Linked DNA regions of Mus musculus: region 1 is linked to region 2. Evidence: chromatin contacts called from public promoter capture Hi-C data. All regions are on one chromosome and are shown on one strand. The core of a region is the stretch at or near the end of the contact, and the rest is flanking DNA. Distances in the headings are between cores, read along the strand shown. Region 1 overlaps Gars (glycyl-tRNA synthetase). Region 2 overlaps Nod1 (nucleotide-binding oligomerization domain containing 1).

What was found. Capture Hi-C pulls out chosen DNA fragments and counts their contacts.
Region 1: a contact with region 2 is called in a promoter capture Hi-C map of adipose tissue. The contact joins two enhancer-like sites. A contact is called at or near these places in 5 of 484 Hi-C or Micro-C datasets (the AML12 cell line, embryonic stem cells, myeloid progenitors and 1 more), 3 of 115 datasets of contacts at active chromatin or transcription factors (effector CD8 T cells, embryonic stem cells and memory CD8 T cells) and 2 of 9 other capture datasets (adipose tissue and liver).

What each region holds. Positions count from the first base shown.
Region 1 is chr6:55,052,026-55,056,967 of GRCm38.p6, reverse strand. It overlaps Gars (glycyl-tRNA synthetase), which reads right to left. Exons shown (of 17, transcript NM_180678.3): 5 at 4,704-4,792; 6 at 3,763-3,839; 7 at 1,073-1,218. Among named protein-coding and RNA genes, the nearest start is that of Gars, 16 kb to the right of the region's middle. Within about 2 kb of position 2,782, at least 11 of the 459 cell types and tissues checked have an H3K27ac peak or open chromatin away from gene starts, as enhancers often do. A contact at or near this core is called in adipose tissue, where this site is marked.
Region 2 is chr6:54,933,114-54,938,014 of GRCm38.p6, reverse strand. It overlaps Nod1 (nucleotide-binding oligomerization domain containing 1), which reads left to right. Exons shown (of 12, transcript NM_172729.3): 7 at 578-661; 8 at 3,537-3,620; 9 at 4,372-4,455. Among named protein-coding and RNA genes, the nearest start is that of Nod1, 37 kb to the left of the region's middle. Within about 2 kb of position 3,539, at least 54 of the 459 cell types and tissues checked have an H3K27ac peak or open chromatin away from gene starts, as enhancers often do. A contact at or near this core is called in adipose tissue, where this site is marked.

The DNA of each region.
Region 1 (4,942 bases), core at 1,533-4,032, 120 kb before region 2:
GACGCCATGAAGCAGTGCTGCTTAGTGGTTAGCTCCTCCCACTTTCTTACAGAACCCAGGATCCTCAGTCCACAGACAGGCCCACCCATCAATCTCTAATTAAGAAAATGACTTACAGCTGATCTTATGGAGGCATGTCTCAGCTGATGCTCCATCTCTTCAGATAACTCTAGCTTGTGTCAAGCTAGTATAAAACTAGCCAGCACAGCCTGAAGGTGGCTCTCGTTAGGAAGCACGCTTGCTGCCACAGCTATGAACCTGAGCTCAGTCACTGCAGCCCACATGGTGGAGAGAACTAACCTAAGAAAAATACCTTTCACTGAAAATTCCATGCTCATTACTTTGTATGTCAGGTTGAAATATTAAAAAGGAGGCTAAGGGAAAAAGAAAAAATCAAGGCCCACCTATATGTCATCTACAGACTCACATTACATTAAAAAGAGAAAAGGAACCACGCGTGATGTTATGCTGTGCAGAGTCAAGGGAAGTGAGACAGCCCTACATATGCAGAGCCACGAAACGCACAGCTCTGCTGCCTGCATAAAAGCTGTCTTTTTTTTTCCCCCTTCCCTTCTCCCTTGCTCATCCCCCACCCCCACCCTGCTCGCTCTGGGCCCCAGCTCTTCACTGCTGAGCCATCTCACCACCCCATAAAAGCTGTCTTATATTTTAAGAGTGTGGGCTAGACCCACGCTCTCCAGCACCATGGGCCACTAGATAGGTCTACGTTAATGAAAGTGAAACAAATGTTGAAATTCGATCCTCAGAAACACTGGCTTCTTTTTAAATGCTAAAAAGCCACACATGACTAGTAACTCTAGTTACAACATAGCACAAAATGCAAACCGCAATGGATGGATTCAATCATTTCTAAATATAATGCAAACTCAATGACATAAAGCACTCTCCACCTGCCTATCCTGTGAAGCTTACTGGAAGGTCTGAGGATCATGGACTTCTGCGAACACAACCCCCACTCGCAGCCTTCCTCTTGGCCCTCAAGTTTACCTTTTGTCACAGGCAATTTTAATAAGTGTGTTAGATAAACAAATAAATGAAAAACAATACGTACCCAGGCATATTTCCTCCAGGCCCAATGAAGGTCTGGAACATTAAGTTAAAAGGTACCGGAGGGGACAGGTCATTGCCAGTGGTGGGAGATTTTACATTATAGTTCACAAAAAGATCCGCAAGTTCTTGTTGTCCATAGTTATCAAGCTAAGGGGCACAGAGAGAAGATAATGAGTGCAAACGTTACAGAACAAGGCACAAGATCAAGTACTATCCACAGCTTCGTCCCACCACTGCTCCAACCACACTAAGTGCAGGTCACCAGCCCAACATATGACCAGGAAAAATCCACTAACAAGGACGAGGTCTGCCTGGGGAAAAACGGCTGACTCCAGGTCTGAGACATGAAGCAAACAGAATGAGCCTAAAAGTATCCTGTCATATCAGTGAGCAAGGAAGTTACCGAAGAGTGCTAAGGTGTACTGAGAGACTCAGTGGACACTCCTGCAGCTCAAACGAGACAGTCCAACCATCAGCAATAGCTACCACTAAAGGAGAAGTATCAGTCTTTAATTCCTAAATCAGAACTGAGAACAGCACAAAACCGTGCAGACAGGTGGGATCTCACTGCGTCCATTTGGACTTTATGAAAATGATGGCCCGTGCACTTTTAGATGGATAGTAAGGATCCGACACATCGTTTAAAGCAAGATAGAGGCATGGGTCAAAGATGGAGTCTCCATTTTCTTTATGGCTGAAAAGGGAACTTTCCCATTTTCTTCAGTCAAAAGAAACAGCAGAGGACAAAGTCATTTTGGAATGCTTGTCATCCAGTGGGCCTGGGCCATTTGCACAGTGACGGCCCCATGAAGACGAGCGAGCACGTACCAAGTGTCTAAGCTCTAGTGATGACACAGTCAGAGATGAACAAGCAGGGCCATGTGAATAGTGACAAGATTTTTTTCTCTAACATTTATTTTATTTTTTACAATAAAAAGTTTTAAAGCTGACTTTACGAATCTGTAAATGCAGACAAAGGTCAACAAAGCTTGGGGGTGAGGGGAAGCAAGGGAAGTAAGCAGTCCCAGTTGAGACCACACAGACAGACAGGGAAACAAGGAAGCAAGCATCAGTGGCTGAGTCCACACAAGGAAAGAAAGAACTCTTCCTATGGATGAGTGAATCTGCGCTTCAGAGACGCTCCCACAGTCCCACAGTGGCACTGGAATCACGGCATGAACTAGTATGGCTTTGCCATGACATGGCTCCATACCAGCTGGGCTTTGAGCCATGAGGCTAGAGGTCATTTCTGAGAACTGTGTCAGCTGCCATCCTCACTCTTCACTGAGGTTTTATATATAACAACTGCAACAAAAATCACTGTCCTGAATACGAAAGTCTAGTGTTCAAACTGCAATCACAGGTCCTCAGGTCTCAAAGTTTACTTTACTTGGAAATGAAAGCAACAGGTAAGATCAAAGACACACTCCAAGGCATATATATGACTATATGCCTTGGAGTTAGTAATGCTGAACGGAAAACAAGAAATCAGAGGGGGAAAGGCAGGCATAGTGGTGCACAGCTTTAATCCCAGTAGGCAGAGGCAGGACAGCCTGGTCTACATAGTGAGCCAGGACAGCCAGAGCTATGTAGTGAAACCCTGTCTCCAAAAACAAAAAATAAAATAAATCAACGACAATTAGTGGCATCTCTCACTTCCCTTTAATAAACATGAAGCCTTGGAAAAGGAAGGAAATAGAAGGAACCCATGAGACTGAGGCCACAGGCCACAGGTCCACTCCCAGCGCTGGAAAGAGCTGCAACTGTAGTAGAAGTATAATTAAAAAAAATAATAATAACAACTTTCTAAACTTAACAGCATTAGTGTGACAAGCTTCAGGCAAGTGACAAACTAAACATCACAGGGACTGACACTGCTAGATGGGTAAGCAAGCAGACTAACAAAGTGTTTAAATAAAGAAGAAAATTTTACATCTGATGTTGGAAGGCAAAACTAATTATCAGAGAAGAATGTACATGCTTAAAAGAAAAATAGGCTAAGGGTAGCAAAGAGTCTAGCAATTTCCATGAAAGAAAAGCAAAATGTTAAAAATCAGCATGGTGGCGAAGGCTGATGAGGAATGCCAATTCAAAAAGATTTAAAAACAAACAAACAAAACAAAATAACCCAAAGTGGGTAGGTGGGACAGTTCAGTGGGAAAGGGTATTCAGCACCAAGCCTGACGGCCTGAGTTCAAACCCAGGGATCTATGCAGAGGAAGGAGAGTGCCAACCTGACTCCCTATAGCTGTTGTCTGGCCTCCACCCTAGACCACAGCAGGGGCCACTCCTTCTCTCACAAGGTAAATAAGTAAACTTGACAAAACCAAAACAAGCCAGCAAATGTGAGAGTTCTCTACCCAGTTTTAGACAGACCAATGGGCTTTAGAGCTAGGCATGAATGCTATGCTTGTAATCCCAACAACTGAGAGGCTGAGGCAGGGGGATCACATCAAGCTGGTGGCCAGCTTGTGCTAGTCATGAGGTCTAGACTACTTTGGGCTAGACAGAGACTTCGATGAAAAGACACAGGAAGAAAAGTAGGACCACAACTGTTTGTCGTTAGCCACAGAAGAAAACGTGAGGTATGCTCCATGACTGACACAGTGTAAGAAAAACTGTAAATGCATTTTGCTCAGGCAGAACTCCAGACAGGCGTGGGTTGTTCTGATGTGTCTCCCGACTGCTCACCTGGGCCAAGACACTTTCCATCTCTGACTTCTTCTCAGCAGAGCACTTCTTATCTGACATCAGTTTCTGTAAATGAGCTAGAACAACAGTGCTGGTAAGCGACAGTTTCCAGCAAGGAAGGAGGGCACATTCTGAGCGCCAATGCTGGGCAATGAAGACAAATACAAACTATATATTTGGGATAGGGGTGGGGAGAGGCTGGAGAGATGGCTCAGCAGGTAAGAGCACTGACTGCTCTACTGAAGGTCCTGAGTTCAATTCCCAGCAACCACATGGTAGCTCACAGCCACCCATAATGAGATCTGACGCCCTCTTAAGGGGAATCTGAAGACAGCTACAGTGTACTTAATTATAATATTAAATAAATCTTTAAATATATATTATATAAATAAAATTTATATATTATATATGAATATATTATTTATTTATTTTATGTGTATATGAGTACACTACTGCTCTCTTCAGACACCAGAAGAGGGCATCAGATCCCATTACAGATGGTCATGAGCCACCCTGTAGTTGCCGAGAATTGAATTCAGGACCTTTGAAAGAGCAGCCAGTGCTCTTACCCGCTGAGCCATCTCTCCAGGACCCGAAGCTAATGTTCTTATCTTCTACTTGTTCACTGACACTTTCGCAGGGAGGTCTTGATGTTACCTAGGTAGAAAACCTCGTGCTGATGATGGAATCCAGGACTCTAAACATGCTAAGCAGTCTACCACTGAACTACAGTCCCGGCCCATAATAATGTCTTGATCACTTGCTGATTAGAAAAATTACTACCTGAATATAACTAATCTGTAGGTGACTCTGTAACATAAGCTTGAAACGTATGTTTAGTCTGAATATGTTAAAACAAGCCAATTTTTAAAAAACAGAAAAACTTGAGAAATAAGTCCAACCTTGTTTTGATGAAGTACAAGAAAGATGCAGACGCATACCTTTCAACAGGTGGTCTGCTCGGAAGCACTCTCCGTTCTTCACGTCCTTCACCATGAAGTCAGCAAATTTGTCTACGTGGCCAGAGGTCCTAAGTGAACAAGCAAACCAACAAGTGAACACACACTTCTAGTTACTTCAAATGATGTTCTGCTGGGACACACAAGTGAAAGGATGTCTTGCTAGAGCAAGCACGTGAAAGACTGTTCTCCTGAAGCAGACATGTGAGAGGACACTTGAT
Region 2 (4,901 bases), core at 2,290-4,789:
TGCCAGCCCCATGGCAATACTGGTCCAAACTGGCCAGGTGTGCTCATCCTGTGGAGGAATTATGACCCAGTGTGGGGCCTGGATTGTGAACCTGTTGGTGGGGAGTTAGCACTTTAATCTCCCTAACCATTGGCTAGGAAGAAGGGTTGTATCTATTGCCTTTTCTGGAATGTCAGAGAAAGATCCTCCTTCCCCAGGGAGCTTGATCCCTGGTACTGTCATAGATAAGCCCTTTCAGGATGACCATCCAGTCCTCCTGGTAATGGAAACACGCACCTTGGCCCTTGTCAATAAGTATGAGCATCCCCCATCACTGAAGTGAGTGATGGTCTTGGGGTCACTTAGAGAACCCCAGGAAAGGCTCCAGTGGTTGACCACCAGCAGAGATCATGAGCAATCTCCTTGGGTGACTGGTCCCAGGCTGTGGGTCCCTCCCTGAGAGAAGACCCCAGGCATAGATATATGAGTACCAAGAGCAAGATCACACTGGCATCAAGACATGGTGGGCTCAGTGCTGGGAAGATGGCCTGGGTGGAGTTCCGATACAGAGCCTAACCGTGCATCCTTCTCTCTGCAGACTAGGGAAAAACAGAATAACAAGTGAGGGCGGGAAGTGTGTGGCTTTGGCTGTGAAGAACAGCACCTCCATCGTTGATGTTGGGTGAGTAGAAGGGACCTCCCACACACATGGGTGCACACAGCCTGCCAGCTCTGGACACCGGTGAGCCAGAAGGACCCAGGGGTCAGCAGCACAGACACCCTGGTGACTAGTGCATAAAAAATAGGTGGGAAGTCCCAGAGACAGTGACACTCAAGAGCTACACAAACTTTTAATTACCCATTTGGAAGTCAGTGTCTTCGTGACTGGGACTGGAAGGAGCCATCCTAGCTCTGTGAATTCACCGCTGCCAGCAGATGGTCTTGGTTTTGAGACTGTATTATCCTTTGGGTAGCTTTTTTTTTTAAATATTAAATTTATGGTAAAAGGCACAACTATAAAGTCAGCCACCTTCACCACATTGTGCAGTTCAGTGGTATTGATTCATATATGTAAGACAGCCCTAAGACTATACCTTCCAAAGTGCTTCTTGGCTCTGGAACTGGCTTGCTATCTATTTCTAGGCATCCAAATTTGAAGTGAGTACATTACAGTTAGTTAGTTAGCTTAGTGATGGCTTGTTTCACTTAATGTGACACCCCATGGGTCATTCTGCCTCCAGGGTCATTCCTGTTATCACGTGTGGGAGTTTCTTTCCTTTCAGGCTGACTGTTCTCTGGATATTTGCTCATTGGCTTGCTTGTCACTAGGCATGTGGGTTGTGAACACTGGTGACAGGCTCAGGAGCACAGGCATATCTGCTAGATCCTGTTTGCACTCTCTGTGGTTAACCAGCCCCCCACCGGGGTTACAGTAGAATGTTTAGTCTATTTTTGATTTCTCTTTTCTCCATTATATATTTTTTTAATTTAAAGTTGTATTTTGTGGATATGGATCTTCTGACTGCATGTATGTTTGTGTACCGCCTGGTGCCACGGAGACCAAAGAGAACACCTGAGACCCTGGAACTTCAGTTCTAGATGACCATAAACTGTCATATGGGTGTGGAAATCAAACCCTTGTCCTTCCACCGTTGGAACCAGCTCTGTCCCCTCTGTGTGATTTCTTGGAGGCCCTCATATGTTTCTCATGGCAGTGCCTCAGTTTACACTCCTGCCAGTGGAGCACGTGGGCTCCATTTCACTCACCTCTTTGCCGGCACTTGTTATTTTTTATTTTTCTGTCTTAACTGTAGCCATCTTGCTGACAGGAGTGGTATCTCCTTGTGGTTAAGAAACTCCTATGGCGTGGTAATTTTTCCTAGATTGTGAAAAGAACATAGGTGGGTTTCTCGAGAAACTATATGGTTTTACGCTGGATATGGTTGTACATGCCCAGAATCTTAGACTCTGGAGGGTGAAGGCAAGAAGGTTACAAATTAGTACCAGCCTCAGCTATATATCAGGTTCAAGGCTAGCCTGAGAGAGAGAGAGAGAGAGAGAGAGAGAGAGAGAGAGCAAGAGCTCATTGTCATTGGTATTTGAAACCATGTAAACTCTACCATCTCCCTCTTCTATTATTTTTACATAACAGAAGTCAACCACGTGGACAGATTTTATCTTCATTTTTTCCCACTTAGTTTCACATCATAAATATTCTGACACTTTACTTAAAAACTATGCCACTCAATTGTATTGTGCATGCCTTCCCCCCCCTCCCCCCCAGCTGAAAACAGGAACCTGTAGCCCATACCTGAAAGCAGCCTGTTGGCTCTTCATGAAGGGCAGGAGCTGTTTCGAGAGGGCAGACTGGGGAGCTTATCCTGTTCCCTGGGACAGAGCCTCTCTTCCTGATGGAAACAGCCAGCCCTTCCAGGCCAGGCACTGTTCTAAGGGCTGCCATCTATGGTATCACACAACCTCTCTCAATGCTCTGCAAAGGCTGCCCTTGTTATCCCGTTTGACGGAGGATTTCAGAAACTGGGGCTGAAGACATTTAAATGCTTACCCGAGGTTGCACAGGCAGTATAGGTGTCTGTCTTTGTTTACTTTTTTTAATGGCCTTAGTGATAAACACTAAGGCCAGAATCAGCTAGAGGACCGAAGGGTTTGTTTGGCTTAACATTTTCCCCGTCACAGCCTATCATTGAGGAAAGTCAGGGCAGGAACTCAAGCAGGAACCTGGAGGCAGGACCTGAAGCAGAGACCACAGAGGCTTGCTACTTACTGGCTAGCTTCTGGGGCTCACTCCGGCCTGCCTTCTTACATACCTCAAGAACACACCCTACAGAGTTTCCTATAGGTCCATCTGATGAAGGCGGGTTCTCCAGCCTTACAGAGTTTCCTATAGGTCCATCTGATGGAGGCGGGTTCTCCACTGAGATTTCTCTTCCCAGAGGCAGAGCTCGATGTGAGACTTTCACTAGGCAGATTGTTTATTTTGCCCTCTGAGAGGTCTGCCTGGCCAGGGAGATCAGCTTCAGTGTTCTAATTATCCACCGAGACTGAAGTGGAACTCAGGCCCTGGTTGGCAACATTCTTGCCACATACAAGTAAGGTTGCTGGTGAGGTTTCAGCCACAGCTCCAGTTCTTGGCTTCCTGGGAGGCCAAAATCATCTCCAGTGGCCATCCGTTTGCTACCTCAGTTGATCCAGGGTGAACATCTAACTCCTGTGCACAGCTCTTCAGAGTGGCCTGGGATTTTCTTTCTAGGGCAGTTGCTGGCTGAGTGTCTCCCACTGGAGCCTTCTCAAAGTTCAGAGAGGCTGGTCTCGAGCTGCGAGCTGCGCAACCTGCTGATCTGCCTCTCTGGACTTAAGGCTGTTGCTGTTTTCACAGCTCTCTGTAACTGTAGCCCAGGGCTGGCTTCTTAGGCAGCTGCAGGCTGGGCCTGAGGTAACTGCTCTGGGAGTTGCCTATTGAGAATGAACCAAGAGGGCAGCTGTCATCAGCTGGAGGTGTGGCCGCGGAACAGTCCTTTTCTTACCTCTGCTTTCAGGATGTGGGGTAATCAGATTGGAGACGAAGGGGCAAAGGCCTTCGCAGAGGCATTGAAGGACCACCCCAGCCTGACCACTCTCAGGTAACGTGCCTTCTGAGATATGGGCTCCAGGGACCTGGGGAGGAACTGTTGGGAGGGGGTGCCTGTCTTTTCTACTAGGGCAACATTGATTGGCACTTGGCTTCTCTTGCTGAAGTTTTCCTCAGTGGGTGTGAGTTTTTGGTCAAGTGCATTATTCTTAAGTGCCCAGTGAACAACAGGATGACACGGGACACCTGAAGCCCCTCAGTTTCTCCATGTGGCACCCTTTGTAGGGGCAGAGGCTAGGAGCAATATTCAAGCCCAGATAAAACGGAAGGGACACTGGCAGGCAGGTTCCCGTTCCTTCCTCTTTCTCAAATGACTCTAGGACAGAGGGGGCCCTCCCTTCCTGTGAACAGCCATCCATTAGTGTCCTTGCCTGACCCCAGAGCCTTGGAGTCTTAGAGTCTTATAGGCTCTACCATGGAAAGGAGTCCAAGACTCCATGGGTTTCTGAAACTCTCAGATGGTCTGAGCAGCCCTGTGAATGCCCTCACACATACAAGCCTGGCACAGTCCTCTTTCAGAGCACCAGGATCCCTTGGCCGTCAGCTCAGATGCAAACCCTGGAGTTCTCCCTTTGTTTCTACAAGGTCTTTTCAGACCCTCAGGCTCCTGCTGTTGGGCCAAGCACCCCGCTTCCTGCCTGGTGCTGTGTGCAGACAGATACTTCCCAGGTGACTGAGTGTCGACGGCAAGGCCAACCATGGACAGGCCTGTAATAATCCGTCCCCTGTGTCTTCCTTTCTAGTCTTGCATTCAATGGCATCTCTCCGGAGGGAGGGAAGAGCCTTGCGCAGGCCCTGAAGCAGAACACCACACTGACAGTAATCTGGTAACATTTTGAGTCATTTTTGAGGGTTGGGTCTGGTCATTATTGCCGAGGTTGCACGGGTTATGAACTCAGAACTGAAAAGCACTTCTTTATTTAAAAGGTGAATTAAATCTCTCCCAGCTATTTCCACAAACCCGGGCCCACCACAGGGATGAAGCAGGCTTTGCCACCTACTCTCAGCTTAGCTGAAGGTGCCAGAAGTCCCCTCAAAACAGGCCCAGCTTTCACACGCCTGGCCCAAAGGCACCTCCCCTTCCTCCCCTCCCTCCTCCTTCCTCCCCTCCCTCCTCCTTCCTTCCCACCCTCCTCCTTTCTCCCCTCCCTCCCCTTCCCCACCTTCCTCCCCTCCCCTTGCACTGCTGTTCATCCGTGCAGCTGCCTCTTATCATTCCTCACATCAGGACTTGGCATCCATGCCCCAGATGGCTTGTCTCTAGAAACCTGGA